Linked DNA regions of Xenopus laevis: region 2 is linked to region 1. A link is a contact called in public Hi-C data. All regions are on one chromosome and are shown on one strand. The core of a region is the stretch at or near the end of the contact, and the rest is flanking DNA. Distances in the headings are between cores, read along the strand shown. Region 1 holds the start of tgif1.S (TGFB induced factor homeobox 1 S homeolog). Region 2 has its middle 33 kb from the start of myl12b.S.

Evidence for each region. Hi-C and Micro-C count contacts between places; a contact is called where the count stands out from the background.
Region 2: a contact with region 1 is called in a Hi-C map of animal cap, with 4 times the contacts expected there. The contact joins the enhancer-like site here to the promoter of tgif1.S in region 1. A contact is called at or near these places in 2 of 4 Hi-C or Micro-C datasets (the XTC cell line and animal cap).

What each region holds. Positions count from the first base shown.
Region 1 is chr6S:93,044,378-93,049,754 of Xenopus_laevis_v10.1, forward strand. tgif1.S (TGFB induced factor homeobox 1 S homeolog) reads right to left here and starts at 3,441. Exons shown (of 3, transcript NM_001086951.1): 1 at 3,321-3,441. The coding sequence starts at 3,336.
Region 2 is chr6S:93,085,224-93,091,074 of Xenopus_laevis_v10.1, forward strand. No RefSeq gene overlaps it. Among protein-coding and RNA genes, the nearest start is that of myl12b.S, 33 kb to the right of the region's middle. Within about 2 kb of position 1,363, at least 1 of the 7 cell types and tissues checked has an H3K27ac peak or open chromatin away from gene starts, as enhancers often do. A contact at or near this core is called in animal cap, where this site is marked.

The DNA of each region.
Region 1 (5,377 bases), core at 2,191-4,690:
CAGATGCAGAGGCGGACAAACGAGGCCTAATAAGATGCACAGTGTCTACACTGTAGACTAAATAAATGACATTAGGTTACACGCTGAGACTGCACATTAGCCCCTTATTAACAAGGCTTGGGACTATGAAATATCATTAGAACTTTGATACATAGATGCTGCAGGAACGTAACAGTCCTTTACTGCAATGAAACACAGAGCTACTAGTAGCAGTTACTTCTTGTGGCTACAAATACCCTGCCATAGACAAAACTAAGAATTGCCTCTGCTAAAACACACATAGGGGCTATTTATTAAAGTCTGAAAAAAAAATTCTAGTTTTTATTTTACTATAAAGTTGGAATTTAGTGGGGGAAAAAAACGAATTTTTCAGGATTTATTATACACCTAGGATGGAAAAAGATTTTGTGGTTTTTGAGGAAAAATCAGTAAAGAAAAAACTCAGATTTTCGCACAATTCAAATTTTTGGCGATTTTTTTCCGAGTTTTTTCCTCACACAGGAAATTTTTGGGCAAATGTATTGATAAATAATGAGGAAATAACTTGTATGGATTTGGAGTATGGGGTATATTTAAAAAAATAATGAGATACATTTGGATTTTGATAAGTAACCCGCATAGTGTCTTGGAAGAGACAATTATCACTATTGTCTATTTTGTAGCCGTGACAAGTAGCTCTGTGTGCCGTTGCCCTCAAGGTCTGAACTGTCCCTGGATTAGGACTACTGAGTAACTAGGTACATCCAAGTAAAACGCTCGCTGCGATTTGACGCATGACAAGAGCTGCTAACAAATTGGTTATAATAAGATTACTGAATTACAGAGCAACGGTTTGTTTTGCATAAAGTAACGCTGGCATGTGAAAAAAGGCTGCACATTTGCAATGTAAACAGGGAAAACTGACAGCGTTCTTAATTCACTGCTCCTCTGGCAGTCAGCCAAAATGTCAGCATGTTGTAATAGGGAAAAACTGCAAGATGCTGGCTCTGCAAGCCAATATGCTCATCCACCAACATGCAATTCATGGGACTTTCCATGGCACCACAACTGGTAAAAGTTCCTCAACTCATGTTTTGGGCAACAAAACTGCCTATGCCTTCGATACGAAACGCGTCAGGATTGTGATGTTTTTAACTTGCTGAAATAAAACTTGAATGTTTTATTTAACAAGTGGATCACGGAGTGCTTGCCATTCTTTGCTTTTTGACCAAAATAATAGATAAGATACAAGAGGAAAGCTGAAACGTGCAGGAGCTGCTTTGCTACAAATCCTCCTGCAAGTGTATACCAAAATGTTGGGGCTAAAAACATGGCTGAAGCGATAGCTTGTACGGCATTCCCTAAAAACTGTAATTTCTATCAAATATGGGCATGCCCCCTTTCTGCTGAGTAGAACAAAAGATCCAACATGCTCAAGTGGTGATGGCAGCAGGGTTGCCAGGTCTAGTTTTCAAAAACAGCCAAAGCCAGCTACAAAACCAGCCCAAAACTAGCAAAAAGGAACTTCAAAAGTAGCCCAAAAATTGCCCAATATGTGTAGTGAAAATAAAAAAGTCTTAAAAATAAATAGATAAAAATACGTCTTTTTCAATTTTCACTGATTTGCACATTTTTTCATGAACCAAAATCAGAAAGATTTGACCCTCTTCACCAGGGGCATAACTACAGAGGGGGGCTCAGGAGGTACAGGGGCCCCATGAGGCCCTAATCCACATACAATTTCAATACATATTGGTAAAACAGCTCAATGTCAGACATTTCGGTGGCCAGCAGATTTTTGCGCCCAAATTGTCCAAAATTGAGGAAAGTCACCGGAAAATGCAAAAATGCTAAAGAGGGAAGGGAGATGGGTACAAAGTAGGGATGCACCAAATCCAGGATTCGGTTCGGGATTCGGCCTTTTTCAGCAGGATTCAGATACAGCAGGCAACCCTGGATGGCAGAGAAGGGGCGGAGTTATAAAGTTTCAGGCATCTGGCAGCAGTTTGTCACATCCTGATCTGTCAGCAGCACTGCCCCCTCCCTGTCACTCTGCTCCTCAACTGCCAGTCCGTGCTGTCTTGTGCTTGAACAATGCTGAGCACAACCCAACTCACATGGAAAAGAACAAAAAAATGAATCTCAGCAGCTCGTTTCTTTCTTTCCAGCTGAGCTCTCAGTATGGAAGGCAACTGCCAAACACACACACACTGAACTTATGTGATGTTCCAATGAATAGAAAAAAGTAGAGAGCTGAACTGTAGCGCTGCCCCTGGGCAGAATGTAGCACAAAGTCTAGTGAACTGTTTCAGCAAGTGACAAAGCAAAGTGTGGGGATTTGGGCAGGGAAGGGAGGAGTTCCCGGGGCTGCTCCTGAGACTTGTCACTGGCCGTTGGAGGAGCACATGGCGAGCTGAGGAACAAAAGAAGTGTAACTTGTAGGCAGCGGAACTTTGCCCGAGTTGTTGTGGGAGTGAGAGCAGAGGATTTAGTCGCACCGTGTTTATTAGTCGCACAGTGTTTATAAGTCGCACAGTATTTATTAGCCGCACACACACATCTGCTTCCTGTACATGGATCTGTCCTTAAAAGTGATGTAGCCCTTCCCCTGGAATGTGAAGCTGCTGCTGCTGCTCCTAAACAAAGACTTCGCCAGACACTCAGGCTGCTGCTCGTAACGTGCTCGAAGTTTTCCTGCCGGTTAATAGTGAGGGGAATGGGCGCTCACACTGACACTGCTCCGAGCACATGGGCTGCGACTGACTTTACCTCGTGCTCTAACTTTCTTTGTTCCACAAGTTCAGCGGCGCGCGGCTTTACTTTCCCTTTGTTCCGTCCCGGCCAGAGACTTTCCCCGGGCACTGCCTGCGCTTCCTCCCCCCCTGCCTGGCGATTCTTACCCCTCACAAACTCTTCCATCACTCGTAAAAACTCGCTCCAACTTCGCTCCCCGCTAGCGCCCTATTAACATTTACACACGCACGCACACACATACATAGAACTACACGTGTGTCACAAGGAGCACAAGTCAGCGGGAGCATTGGCAGTTCTATTCAGGGAATAAGCCCCGTGCCCCCCCCCTGCAATGTGACATGGGCTGCCCCTTACTATGAGGTAACAGACAGCGCACCTGGACTACCGAACACGTTTAGTTTTTGGGGGGGTGCCCAGGACAATTAAGAGAGTGGGGGGAATAGAGGGGCGCTGGTATCACTATAGACAAACACACACTGACAGTGGATCCGCATGGGAATACAGTACAGAGTGGAACACACACTCCTGTCTCCATCAGGCGGCGGCTCAGTCACACAATAAAGTTCATCCGAGGCGGCAGCTCTTACCTTTCTTGGCTTTCATTGTAGCACGGGGCCGCCGGGGATCCCAGCTCAGAGGCAGAACGTTAGTGCGAGAGGCAATGCACAGACACACGGGATGCCCTGAGCTCTATCACTTCAGCGTCTCTGTTCACTTTTACACTTCACCCACAGGCGCTTTCTTTTTGTTTTAATCCTCGTCTACTTCCCCCTCCTCCTCTGGCTCTTGTTCCAATCTGCCCGTCTCCCTTCAACTTTTCTGTCTGGTGCCACAATGAGGCAGTTAAGGTTAAAGCCAGAGGTAGATGTAACGCTCTCCTCCCTCCCCCTTACACTAATGAGTAATGGCTTGTAACAGCAGCAGCAGCAGCTCGGCTCTCACACCCTCCCCGGCCGGGACTGTCAGACACACACACAACACACACACAGTGGGAGGAGATATGAGCCTCCTGGATTCCCCCTTTCTGTTTCCAGACACACTGGGCCTGTGACACTGCATGGGCTGCAGGGGGAGCTTCAGCCAGTGGTGCAGCCGCTTCCTGTTATTTGCTTTCTTTCCCAGACAGCCGTTTGATCATTAAACTGCACAGGCGACTCCTGGGTTTTTTTTCTCCCTCTCTTTAATGCTTTCTCTTTTGACAGCTGCCTCTCTGCTCTGTCTCCTGTTGCTACGGGATGAGCCAACCAATCACCCTCCCCCTCTGCCACAAAAATTCCCTCCAAACTGCTGAGAGACAAAAAAAAGTGAGCTGGGAGGGGGAAAACAGGACTGGATTAGGATTCAAAATAGGCCCTGGCACTCCTAGTACACAGAGGCCCAAACAGCCCTCACCAGCCCACTTAAGGTGGCCATACACGGGCCGATAAAAGCTGCCAACAGAACGAGTTGGCAGCTTATTGGCCCGTGTATGGGGCCCTCCGATGGGCTTCCCTGATCCATATCTGGCCAAAAGTTGGGCAGATGTCGATTGGACGGGACTAAAAATCCCATTGGACCACGGGCGCATCTGTTCCGCGATCCAACCGCCCGTTGCCTTTTGTTAGGATCCGATCGTTGGGCCCTAGGGCCCATGATCGGATCAGCCCGATATTGCCCACCTCAAGGTGGGCATATTGGGGAGAGATCCGCTCATTTGGCGACATCGCCTCTCCACGTAAGTGACCTTTAGTCACTTTCTATTGCAATTTACAGCAGCCCCTCTGGCATTTGCCAGAACCCACAGATTGCCAGTCCGGGCCTGGGGAAGAATCGTAGTGCGGTCTGTTTGTCATAATACTCCTTAAGCTGGCCATAGACGCAAAGATCCGATCGTTCGAATCCTTGAACTATCGGACTTCCAGATCTCGCGACCTGCCACTAACCATTCTGATCAAATAAAGTAGTAAAAGAACAGATCAGCCGATGTTCTGCCCCTGACAGCAATCGTACAAAAGTTATGTCCGACAAAAGCTGGTGACAGTCTCCCTCTGAAAATCATACGATCTGCAATACACGCAGAGATATTACCGGCAGCCGACAGAAATCTTTTAACCTGTCCGATCGACCAAATGACCGATCTCCGCCAGACAAAAATGTTGGGACTCTCCACACACGGTCCAAAAACCGTAAGAATCCTCGATTTGTACGATTGGATCTTTGAGTCTATGGCCAGCTTTAGAACACAGCCACATACAGCCTGTCTCTTGCCGAACTACATCTCCCGCAGCATTCCAAGGCAGCATTAACCGGGGATCTCCTGGCTGAATATCATTGTTCCAGCACAAATCTCAGTCTCACGCTAGTTCTGCTTTAGTAAACTTTGGTCATTGTAGCTTTTTTTTTTTTAACCGCAACTCCCTCAACCCCTGAACATAGCACTTTTATACCAGATGTGGCTGCTATCCAGGAGGTTGACAGTAAAGCTAAAGGAATGTAAGACCTCATGGAGGGGGCGGATTCCATATCTGGCCAAGTTGTGTTTTGTTATTCCTCCCCTATCTATTCCCAGCTTGAGTTATAGACGTGCAGATATGATCGTACTAATCTTTGTTTTGTATGATTTTCGGCTTGTGTGTGTAGTGAGTGTCCCAACATTTTTCGTGCC
Region 2 (5,851 bases), core at 113-2,612, 39 kb after region 1:
TAAATCGTTGTTTGCAATGGAAATGCATGCATATTTCAGTACAGTTATGGGACCTGTTATCCAGAATGCTCGGGACCTGGGGTTTTCCGGATAACGGATCTTTCTGTATTTGAACATACCTTAAATCTAATAGTAAATCATGTAAACGTTAAATAAACCCAATAAGACGATTCTGCTTACGATAAGGATTAATTATATCTTAGTTTGGATCAAGTACAAGACACTCTTCTATTATTACAAAGAAAAAGGAAATCATTTTTAGAAATTTGAATTATTTGATTATAATGGAGTGCATGGGAGGCAGCCTTTCCATAATTCAGAACTTTCTGGATAATGGGATCCAATACCTGTATGTGTGTGTGTATGTATATATATATATATATATATATATATACCTCCTCCCAGCACTATTAGATTAATAATTAGATTTTTATCTGCTACCACAAAAAGATTGAAATCCCCGAACATAATCTAAACTCTCATTTAGATTGTCTCTTGACATTGCAGGATACAGGTTGCAGGGACAGATTAGTACTAGACAGTGACATCCAGTTCTTGGCTACTCGACATTTGCTCCTACAAAACCCAACAACCCCCCTTAAGCTCAGCAGGGTAGGGTGGACTGCAGGAACTCAGAGCTATACCCTGACACATCTATAGACCAGGTGCAGCATTTTCCACCTGAAATTACATATATCATACCCTATCCTCCCTGCAGTCTATAGTACTCTACTATACGACCACATCCCACAGCCACTACTTCTCCTCCTTCTGCTCAGCTCAGGTCTCTCATGTCAGGCAGGAATCAGCACTATATACTTAAGGTGTCAGAACAGAACCGTGTATGAGAATATAATTTGCAAGATGTACAATGTAAAATGTCCTTCTTGTAGATTAAAATATATAAGACTTATTTAATGTCATATAAAGGCACAAACTAAGGCCAAGTTATATTATACAGGTCACAGAACCCTAGGCTGGTATAATAATAATAATACTAGTAGGGGCAGTGGGTGACTTTCTGTTGTCATAAAAAAATAATCATAGAGATGCAGATGTAGTAGAACTATAAAAACATGTCTGTATGGTGATTTTAGGGTGTTTTAGAACCCCCTAAAACTTGGGTAAATAACCTTTCTGCCAAACAGCATATCAGAGTCAGCTTCCCCTGTTCTTGCACCCCAGTAACTATTTTAAAATGATCAAGAACAAGTCATGCTCCTGTGAAGCAGACAGTTTGTACTTATGAATATTCTCTGGGAAAGGACCTACACTTTTTATTTCATAGACTTGTATTTCTCACTACCTTGTCTCTTCTTTCGCAGTCTGTCCTATTGTTCATGTCATGAGGGGGTGTGTGGGATCCTTGCTCATTTGCACTCTAATAGTGGGCAGGCAGAAAAGAATAAGTATGGGTATAATTGATTACATTCTCAGGATTGGCTCTATAGCAGAGAAATCCAAAAATCTGTTGTTCAGGGCACTATTGTAACACAAATGATCTAGTCAAGCAAAGACGTTTTTATGAAAAATGATGCGCAATGTATCCTAATGCTGCAATGATGTGTATTAGGTACCAGCTGGCATTATATAATTAAAGAACAGAATATAGGCATGTTCTTAATTACATAATGAATATATTTATATGTGTGTGTCCTTATACACATAGACTTTTTTTTACTTTGGGTTCACCTCCCATGAAATGGATATAAAATGTGAATGAATAGGTTATGTATGAGCAGAGCATTTATTTGCATATTTTATTCATATGAATGGGACATGCCGTGTTGTCTTCATTAGCTCAGGCATCTACTAGAAACAACAACATCCATTCACGCTGGCTTTGTCTGTTGGGGCACTGCGGTTGAGCTTACTATGCAAAAGATCTGTCAAAAAATAACATTTCTGCTTGTTTGTGAAATTACAAAATGCTGTAAGATAGGGTTCTATAAACTCAAAAATTCATCTCTACAAAGAGATAAAGTATATAAAACATATATTTATTACATGTATTTGCATAAGACAAACCGTACAGGTATGGGATTGGTTATCCGGAAACCCATTATCCAGAAGGCTCCGGATTACAAAAAGACTGTCTCCCATAGACTCCATTATAATTAAAATTTGAAAGCTTAAAAAATGTAACAATAAAACAGTACCTTGTACTTGATCCAAATTAAGATGTAATTAATCCTTATTGGAAGCAAGACCAGCCTATTGGGTTTATTTAATGTATACATGATTTTCTAGTAGACTTAAGGTTTGAAGATCCAAATTACGGAAAGATCCCTTATCCAGAAAGCCCCGGTTCCAAAGCATTCTGTATAATAGGTCCAATACCTGTAATATGAATTTTGGATGCTTCCTCCGCTATACTTGCTTGACAGCACTAGGCTATAGGGACCCACACTTTCAAAAGCTAAATTTTATACAACCCAGTACCCAATATTCCTTGGCCGAATATATTGCTTCCTGAATTTTGGCTTATTTGAAACAGACTATAGCAATTATTTTACTGGCATAAGAATAAAGCGCCAGGTCTTTAGCCCACGTGAATCTTAAAGAAACAGTAACACCAAAAAATGAAAGTGTAGTATATAATGTAGTGTTGCGCTGCTCTGGTAAAAATGGTGTACCGGTATGTGCTTCAGAAATTCTACAATCATTTATATAAACAAGCTGCTGTGTAGCCATGGGGGCAGCCATTCAAAGCTGAAAAAGGAGAAAAGGCAGAGGATACACAGCAGGTAACAGATAAGCTCTGTATTATATAATGGGATTCTTCAGAACTCATCTGATATCTCCTGTGTATCCTGTGCTTGAATGGCTGCCCCCATGGCTACACAGCAGCTTGTTTATATAAACTATAGGAGTCTTTCTAAAGCAAATACACCAGCTGTACCAGTGCAGAGCAATTACATTATATTGTCATTCCCTTTAAACGCTTTAATTTTTTTGGGTGTTACTGTTCCGTTAAGGCTCATTAGACTTTTTCCTAAAAGGCAGTTGTCAAAACACTTCCAAAACCAGTCTGATCACATGTCTAAATGCAGTTTTAAATACATTTAAATGTCACATAGCATGTCTTCTAGCCGTGCACTCCACCTTCTCTTATGTTGAAGCCCTGTGGCATTTCATTCATTTCCAGTGGGAAAAAGGCAACTGTTTTTCTCTGTAATAATAAAACAGTAGCTTATACTTGATCCCAACAAAGATATAATTAATCCTTTTGACGGCAAATTTCAGCGTTTCGTCGTTTGCGAATCTGCAGGGAAAATTCGCCGGTGAAAAATCCGCTGCATCAATATAAACTGGCCGTGCATCAGAATAGTGGCGCACATAAAAATTGTTGCGTGTCAAAATTATTTGGACGCCCATTGACTTTAATGCATTTTGACAAAATAGGCACGCGTATAAAAATTGTCACGGGCTTCAAAATTGATGCCCATCAAAATAATTTTGACGCTCCAATGACTTCAATGCGTTTAGCAAATTTTTTGCTATTTCAATAATTTTGCGGGAAATTTACAAATTTTTCCCCGAAATGGGACAAATTCAACCATTACTACTAATTTAATATTTAAATGGTTTTCAATTTACGGAAGGAGCCCTAATCCAGAAAACCCCAGCATTCTGATTAACAGGTCCGATACCTGTAATTATGAACAGAGTTGGAGGATGGTAATAGCAATGTTGGAAGGCTGAGGCCCTATGTAATTATGGGGGACATAATTGCATAATTCAGTGCTGTCCAAGCTACTATGCAATTGTTGCATTCATCAAGAGCATCTGTGCAATTATAATAACACCATTCAGTAGCAAAGGATAAATGCAATAGGGTTCCTGTTAGATAATAATTTCAATTTGGTGTGATACCCAACTTTTCTACAACATTCTCCAGTGCAAATTAAACCACAATAAACAAACAAACATTTGTTTGGTTTAAATGTTAGTTTCACTGCCACGACTCTAAATTCGAGACAAAAGGTCAGCTATTGTGAAATTTGGCCGATAACATAAATGGCCAAACAGCGTTGTTCCTTTTTTTATTGAGGTTTTGTATTTTTTTATAGAAAGAAAAAAAGAAGAGGATCTTAGGCAATCAGAGATTACACATTGACATAAACAGAATCTCCTCCAGGATGATATTTGGGGTGAATAAAGTAATACAAAAAGAAAGAATAAGGAAAATTCTGAATAAACTTGCTTAACAATGCAAACCATTTGGGCACACAACAGCAAAACTGTTCCTTGAAGCATTGTTCCTTTTTGGTCAGTTGCCCAATCCACCTGCAAAGGAAGGACAGCAACAGGTAGGGTTTTTATTTTGGACCCAATCCTTGTAGTCCACTGTGGATGTCAAAACTGCCTCCAAAGAAGCCATAAAAGCTTGATCGAATCTGGGAATGTCACATACCTTTTCTATTTTTTGTGGTGTCTGAGATTTTAACCGTTTTAGACTGTTCATACCAGCTTTACTGCTCTCTTTCAAGGTCAGAGTGTCAGCTCCCGTAACTGTCAATGCACTTCCTGTATAGTCAGTTAACCCTTTGCTTGATGACTCCCATGAAACCACAAAAATAGACAATAAAAGTAAACTGCAAAAGTGTCCGATGGTCTCTCTGACTAAGTTATATCATTTCGTTTTTTTTTGGTTTAGATCTGGTGTGTTTTGGAAGCAGTACCTCAAGGACAATGAAAGTTGAACAGACAGATTTGAAGAGTGTTGTTGTCCATGTTTTCTTCCCAGAGATGAATGGGATGTATTATGAAAAACTGACTTTTTTTCTGTTTTAGCAGCCGATGATATTTTTCTACTGTTTGCTTCCAAACACCAGCACAGTTACTAGTGGAAAGGTGCTTGAACCTGCTCCTCTATGCGGCTGCAGTTGAAATATGACAGTTGGGTTTCAGTCCTAAGAAGTTCTCTTTTTTTACCTGCACGTGCGTATTTTTGGAAAACATCACATTATTGTTTCATGCATGCTTTTACAAGCCAGTTAGTTCTCCAGGCTGTGTTCTTTAGCCTTGAAGCTCTTATCGAGAGGATTACAAGCGAGACATTCAGAGACAGTGACTCAGCACCTGGTGACACCTCATTTAGTCAAACAGCACAACTGGCGGCCTGTCCTTGGATATCAGCTCTGTGTGAACTGTGCACAATACAAACCAGACTGAATTCTACGGGACTGTGGATTCAGATGAGAATGATAAAGGAGAAGGAAAGGTTTTCTAACTTGGGGGTGCCAAAAGTTAAGGTGGCCATACACATAGAGATTTGCTAATTTTGCCATGTTGCCAAATGAGCGGATCTCTCCCCGATATGCCCACCTTGAGGTGGGCGATATCGTACTGATCTAATCGAAGGCCCAACGATCAGATCATAAAGCAGAAGTCTGGGTAGTTAGATTCCGACGGGATTTTTAGCCCTGGCCGATCAATATCTGTCCGACTTCTGTCAGATATCGATCAGGAAGCCTGTTGAAGGGCCCCATACACGGGCCAATAAGCTGCTGACTCTGTCTTTTATCGGCTCATGTATGGCCACCTTTTAAGGCACCACCAAGTGATCACATGTTCTTACCTTAAACCCCCGGGCTGGAGCTCCTATCAGCAGAAAACTGCACCAGCCTGGGATTCTTCCAGTGAGCACCACGGAGCAATTGTCTTCCAGCTTCTTCTTTGGTCAAGTTGCCCAGGGGCAGATGCATGCGCAGTAGAATAAAATAGGCGACTTTTTTGTTAAAGTTTGGCTTTTTGCGCTACTGCACAGCTGCGAGAAAATAGAAGAAACCAGAAGACAATCGCTCTGTGGTGCTCGCTGATAGAATCCCGGGCCAGTGTGGTTTTC